Regions from separate parts of the Mus musculus genome. Here region 1 is linked to region 2. A link is a contact called in public promoter capture Hi-C data. All regions are on one chromosome and are shown on one strand. Each heading gives the region's core, a stretch centred on a gene start, on an enhancer-like site or on the middle of the called end of the contact. The rest is flanking DNA. Distances are from core to core; before and after follow the strand shown. Region 1 holds the start of Dnajc5b (DnaJ heat shock protein family (Hsp40) member C5 beta). Region 2 holds the start of Cyp7b1 (cytochrome P450, family 7, subfamily b, polypeptide 1).

Region 1 (3,080 bases), core at 227-2,726, 1.3 Mb before region 2:
TCAGTGAAAGTTTAGTTTTCAGAGTCTTAAGAAATTGGACCATAACTCAATTGTGAAAAATCATAGCAACCTTCCAGATGAAAGTTGAATGTGTGCTATACAGTGAGCAGGCACTTCTGCTTTGCTCTGGGTCCCTCAGCAGAGGCAGGCGGATTTCTGAGTTCGAGGCCAGCCTGGTCTACAAAGTGAGTTCCAGGACAGCCAGGGCTACACAGAGAAACCCTGTCTCGAAAAAACAAAACAAAACAAACAAACAAACAAATGTCTCACATGCTATGGGTTACTGCTGCTTTCGTAGAGTGTCGGGGCCCTGGTCTTACTGCTGTGATACACATGCATGATTGTTGGAAGCTGAGTGAAAACTGTATCCCAGGTGGATTTGATCCCCTTTCTTGTCTACTGTGCCTGGTGTGTCCTGTAGGTTACTGATCCGAATCAGAGCCCCAGGCTGCTCCTTCCACAGTGTCCTAACACGGCTCTTGCAGACCATGATCAGAAAAGCCTGTTTGAGTAGTCCTAGCCTCTGACTGTGGAGTTGCTCTGTGTTAAGACCCAAGGGAGTCCAAACAGAGATGAGTCAGGGCCTGGCACCAATCCTAAGCTCCGCCTGCTGCTAAACAGAACGGCTATTTGCTGTCACTTGGAGTCTTTCTAGGCCTCCAGGAAGAAACAAATACTTTAGAAGCCAAAACCCCAAAGCAAAGTAAAGAAAACAGAACTGTTCACACGTCCAGCAACGATTCACTGCTGAGTCCCTAGACATGGGAGGAGTGGAGTAGGGGTAAAAGCAGATGAACTGTGCAACTTGACTTCTCAACCACAAGGCCTCTCTCTCTTCCACTGTCCCTAGGGGTGGCCTTTTGCCTCTGAAGTCTTGGAATTTCAAAACTAGACTTTGAAGTTAATCTCTATTGTTAACCCATAATACACCTTTCTCCTCCTTATATTAATTTTTGTTGTATTTTTAAAACCATCTCTATTAAAATTATTCTTTCACTTAAATATTTAAAATATTCACTCTTCTCTGTCATCCTGGGAGAAGTCACTAAAAACCAAAACTCCTGTGTAGAAGAATATCATAGAATGAGTGAGTCCCTTTAGAAAATAACCACGAACTGACCACTGGAGACACCAGTGCTTTTTGCACTTTCCCAGAAGTTGAGGAGGGGCCAGTGGTTATCTGAGAACTTTATAAATGCCTGTGTTTTGTGGCTTCATAGCCTCCTGGATATACCAGCTTTACTTCTGCTGGAAGCCCCTCTGGATTCCTACCATCCCTTAAAAAAAATAGGTACCCGTGTAAGTGTCTTCTTTTCCTTTAGACACTATTGAGTCCTGTGATTAGCTTAGCAAAAGTCATGTACCTTGTACCTGAACTGGAGGCATGGCTGGCTGATCCTTCTGGGTCCTTCCACGAGTGTTCTTCCCCTGCTCTGTCAATAACTGAGCCTCCGTTGCTTTTCCTTCTCAGATGCTAAGCTCTAGTCTATGCTGGGTATTGTGATGTCATAGACTAGAATTTTCCCTACCCCCACTACCCAGCTGAGATCTTCCCACCCACATCACTAACAGTCTCTCAATTTTCATTTACTTTAGCACTCAGGACCTTTTGAAATCTCCGGAAAGAAACATTGAAGACTGTGGTGGTTGGAATATGCTTGGACCAGGGAGTGGCACCATTAGGAGGTGTGGACTTGTTGAAGAAAGTGTGTCACTATGGGGGTAGGCTTTGAGAGAGCTTCCTACTAGTTGCCTGGGGATGCCAGTATTCTGTTTATCTTTTTTTAAAAAAATTTTTATTAGGTATTTTCCTCATTTACATTTCCAATGCTATCCCAAAAGTCCCCCATACCCTCCCCCCCCCACTCCTCTACCCACCCACACCCACTTTTTGGCCCTGGCATTCCCCTGTACTGGGGCATATAAAGTTTGCAAGTCCAATGGGCCTCTCTTTCCAATGTTGGCCTACTAGGCTATCTTTTGATACATATGCAGCTAGAGTCAAGAGCTCCGGGGTACTGGTTAGTTCATTATGTTGTTCCACCTATAGGGTTGCAGATCCCTTTAGCTCCTTGGGTACTTTCTCTAGCTCCTCCATGGGGGCTCTGTGATCCATCCAATAGCTGACTGTGAGCATCCACTTCTGTGTTTGCTAGGCCCCGGCATAGTCTCACAAGAGAGCTATATCAGGGTCCTTTCAGCAAAATCTTGCTAGTGTATGCAATGGTGTCAGCATTTGGAGGCTGATTATGGGGTGGATCCCTGGATATGGCAGTCTCTAGATGGTCCATCCTTTTGTCTCAACTCCAAACTTTGTCTCTGTAACTCCTTCCATGGGTGTTCTGTTCCCAATTCTAAGAAGGGGCAAAGTGTCCACACTTTGGTCTTTGTTCTTCTTGAGTTTCATGTGTTTTGGAAATTGTAACTTATATCTTGGGTATTCTAAGTTTCTGGGCTAATATCCACTTATCAGTGAGTACATATCATTTGAGTTCTTTTGTGATTGGGTTACCTCACTCAGGATGATGCCCTCCAGGTCCATCCATTTGCCTAGGAATTTCACAAATTCATTCTTTTTAATAGCTGAGTAGCACTCCATTGTGTAAATGTACCACATTTTTTGTATCCATTCCTCTGTTGAGGGGTCTGTTTACCTTTCTGAACAAGATGTAGAACTCTCAGCTCCTCCAGCACCATGCCTGCCTGGACACTGCCATGCTTCCTGCCATGATAATATTGGACTGAACCTCAGAACCTGTAAGCCAGCCCCAATTGAATGTTGTCCTTTATAAAAGACACCTTGATCATGGTATCTGTTCACAGCAGTAAAATCCTCACTAAGACAAAGACCATCCATCTCACCTGCTTTACACATAATAGCATTGATAGCCTGGATGGTGAAGTGTCTGAGCTAACTAGAGCCCAGAGGCCCTCTGTGTTGTGCTCTAACCCTTCTGGACACATTGCATTTATATCCTGATCTCCTGTCCAGAGTTCAACAACAGCAGGGGTTTCTGGCAGGAAGCTCAAGAGACTACCTGCATCTGCATGACACGAAGCCATCCAAATAAAGTGCATTG
Region 2 (3,021 bases), core at 473-2,972:
TGCTTTGGGGAATGAGCAAAAGATTGGAACCATATGGACCCATTATTAAATTCTCTCATTGTTACTCCACAATCACATATCAACTAGTTTCTTTTCTTTTATCTACTACTAATATCTGTTCACTTCATCTCATAGTCTTTGAAAAGAAGACATTTTATTTTATTTTTTAAATGCTTTTTTTAAAGATTTATTTATTTATTATATGTAAGTACACTGTAGCTGTCTTCAGACGCACCAGAAGAGGGCATCAGATCTCATTATGGGTGGTTGTGAGCCACCATGTGGTTGCTGGGATTTGAACTCTGGACCTTCTGAAGAGCAGTCGGGTGCTCTTACCCACTGAGCCATCTCACCAGCCCTTATTTTTTTTTTTTTTGTTTTTTTGTTTTTTTACAGATCCAACAAACCACATATCATCCATGGCTTACACTTAAGAATGCCATCTTATAGTAAAGACCAGCTGAGTTTATTTCTTTATGATTCAATGTCTATTTCCTAAGAATTGGGCTATGTGTAACCTGCAACCTTAACTACAAATGGCTCTGCACTGCTTCTTCCAGAAAATGGCAGTCATGCCTTTCTTTCAAAAGCTATCTTGCTATGACCATCTTGTTATATTCTGCTCAGTAACTCCCATTCAGAAACCCCCTACCACTGGGTATAAAAACCTTGTCTTCCATATGTCCAATGCTGACCTCTTGGATCCCAACCTTAGGAGGAAGGAGCCCATGAAAACAAATAAAAACAGCTTGCTTTATTTTATGCAGGTCAGTGGTCTCTTCCGCAAGCCTTTGGTGTTAACACTTCTCATTGCACATGGAGTATTCATCACTTTCTTTCTGAGACTGAGACAGGGTAAAAACAGATCTGTGTGAAATGGTAAGTGGCACAGAGACCAGATTTGAAGTTGTTAGCAGTAACTGTTCGGGGATAGGTGAGGGTGGGAACTGTATCCTGTCCAGTGCATAAGATAGAGGTTTTGGAGTAGGATTTAATTAGATGCGTAAATATTTATCAACTAAGTCTACAAGACAACTTGAATATGGGTAATCAGGAAAAAAGGTGTGTGTAGGATGGGGGCTCTCCTGTGAAGTTAGCATCAGGTCTCTCTCTTCCTCAGCCACTTTCACTTTCTCTATTAAGGCAGGGCGCCTGTCCTCATGTTTCAGGTGTATCTGCTGAGTCATTACCGCAGCTCCCATGAGAAGATACTTTTCGAATGTCTTCCTTCTCTGCCTGTACAGTGTGCTGTACACTACGGACGTGGACTTGGTGTCATAGCTTGGTGTTACCTGTGGCTTCTTTCTGTGCTGTGCGTCGGCAGTTAAGACCCTGCCTTCTGCCTCTGGTGTGAACCTTTGCATATATTATGCCCTCAACCTCAATCTAAGCACAGTGGACACTGGTGGTGAAGGTGATGGGGAGCACAAACTGCAGTATCTGCCAGCTGTTTAGGATGACCTGTGCCACAGGGCCACTTTCTAAGGCTAGTGGGTGGGGAGAGCAGGGAGTCAGGCAGGGTCTCTTCTGCGAGCTCACTGCTGACTGACTCAAAAACACCCCCCCGCCCCCCAACCCCCAGGCTTCTGTGGCTCCATCTGGGGAAATCCTAATCCTTTCCCTCTTCCTTGGCAGGGTTCCTGTCACCGGAGCGGAGCGGAGCGGGAGGCGGTGCGAGGCGGAACGCTTGGGTCAGGGGGAGGCGGGGGGGAGGGGACTCCACTAACTTTGTAGTTCAGCTTTGGGGGCCGCTGTGACATTCTGCTCTGTGCAGCGGGCAGGCCACAGCCTCTGGTCTAGAAGAGAGGGCACTGTGCAGAAGCCATCGCTCCCTACAGAGCCGCCAGCTCGTCGGGATGCAGGGAGCCACGACCCTAGATGCCGCCTCGCCAGGGCCTCTCGCCCTCCTAGGCCTTCTCTTTGCCGCCACCTTACTGCTCTCGGCCCTGTTCCTCCTTACCCGGCGCACCAGGTAAGCGCCTGGCTGGCCACGCATGCGTGGGATCGCGGCCACGCGACCTCGTGGACACCCGAGTCCGGCAGGGATGGCGGGTGCAGGAAAACCTTGCTGCAGGACACTGGCATCTGCTGCAGCCAGTGGATGTCCTAATAAAGACTTCTTTCACCCTCCACACACTCACACACGGGCTACAGTTGAGAGGCCCGAATGGAGTTGCACCACGCAGGCTGTAGCTATTCAGGTTTGCATTAAGCATCAAGTATGGCCTTTTCGTGGGCCCATGGATATGTTGCAGCTCAGAGTTCCCTCTATTTCAGGAAGAAAATTTTCTTGAATTTCATTTAGCTCAAAGAGAAATGTTTTAAGAAAATGCAGGTGCAGGATATAGGTGCTGCTCTGTGCCTCAGTTTACCTGATTTTCCTTACTAGGAAAAAATAGAAACAACAGTATTTGCTATCACAAGTTTTCGTGAGGAGCAAAGGTGATAATAGTTATGTCTTCGCCCTGTTATTTTTCTCAGGACAACAGTAACAACAGCAAAACTCAGAAGGGCTTAAGTATCCTGCTTGAAATATGGATGTAGAGAAATACAACTAAAATTGTTCACTTCAAATTTATTTTCTTTTCCCACCAGTGTCTTATTTTTTTCCTACACTGTTTTCATGTTTTTTGTAAACCAAGCAGATTGATTTGCGGAAAATAGTAATTACAATTTAAATATCTGTCAGTATTTACTTGGATCAGTGAGCGTCATAACTTCTCTGGTTTTAGGGACAATGACACAATTGTACTGCACACACATATCTGCACACTTCTGAAATGTCAACTGAAAAATACTCAAGATAATAGCATTTCCACTTTCTCACATTGAGCTTTGAGAGAACTTTCCAGAGCTTTCCTGTCCCTCTTCTGCAGTCTTCAGCACAGGAGGGGATTGGATCTTTAACTTCAGCTCATGTGATTCTACACAGGCTCCAGCTTCTCCCCATGCCAGTTAAGTTGCACTTCCAGATTTGCAGACAGGAAGGTGATTTGTTTCAGTCTCCATTTACATGCAGGG

Evidence for each region. Promoter capture Hi-C pulls out the DNA fragments that hold promoters and counts their contacts.
Region 1: a contact with region 2 is called in a promoter capture Hi-C map of liver, with 4 times the contacts expected there. The contact joins the promoter of Dnajc5b here to the promoter of Cyp7b1 in region 2. A contact is called at or near these places in 1 of 39 promoter capture datasets (liver) and 1 of 115 datasets of contacts at active chromatin or transcription factors (embryonic stem cells).

The regions. Positions count from the first base shown.
Region 1 is chr3:19,506,991-19,510,070 of GRCm38.p6, reverse strand. Dnajc5b (DnaJ heat shock protein family (Hsp40) member C5 beta) reads right to left here and starts at 1,476. Exons shown (of 5, transcript NM_025489.3): 1 at 1,365-1,476.
Region 2 is chr3:18,242,039-18,245,059 of GRCm38.p6, reverse strand. It overlaps Cyp7b1 (cytochrome P450, family 7, subfamily b, polypeptide 1), which reads left to right and starts at 1,722. Exons shown (of 6, transcript NM_007825.4): 1 at 1,722-1,972. The coding sequence starts at 1,857.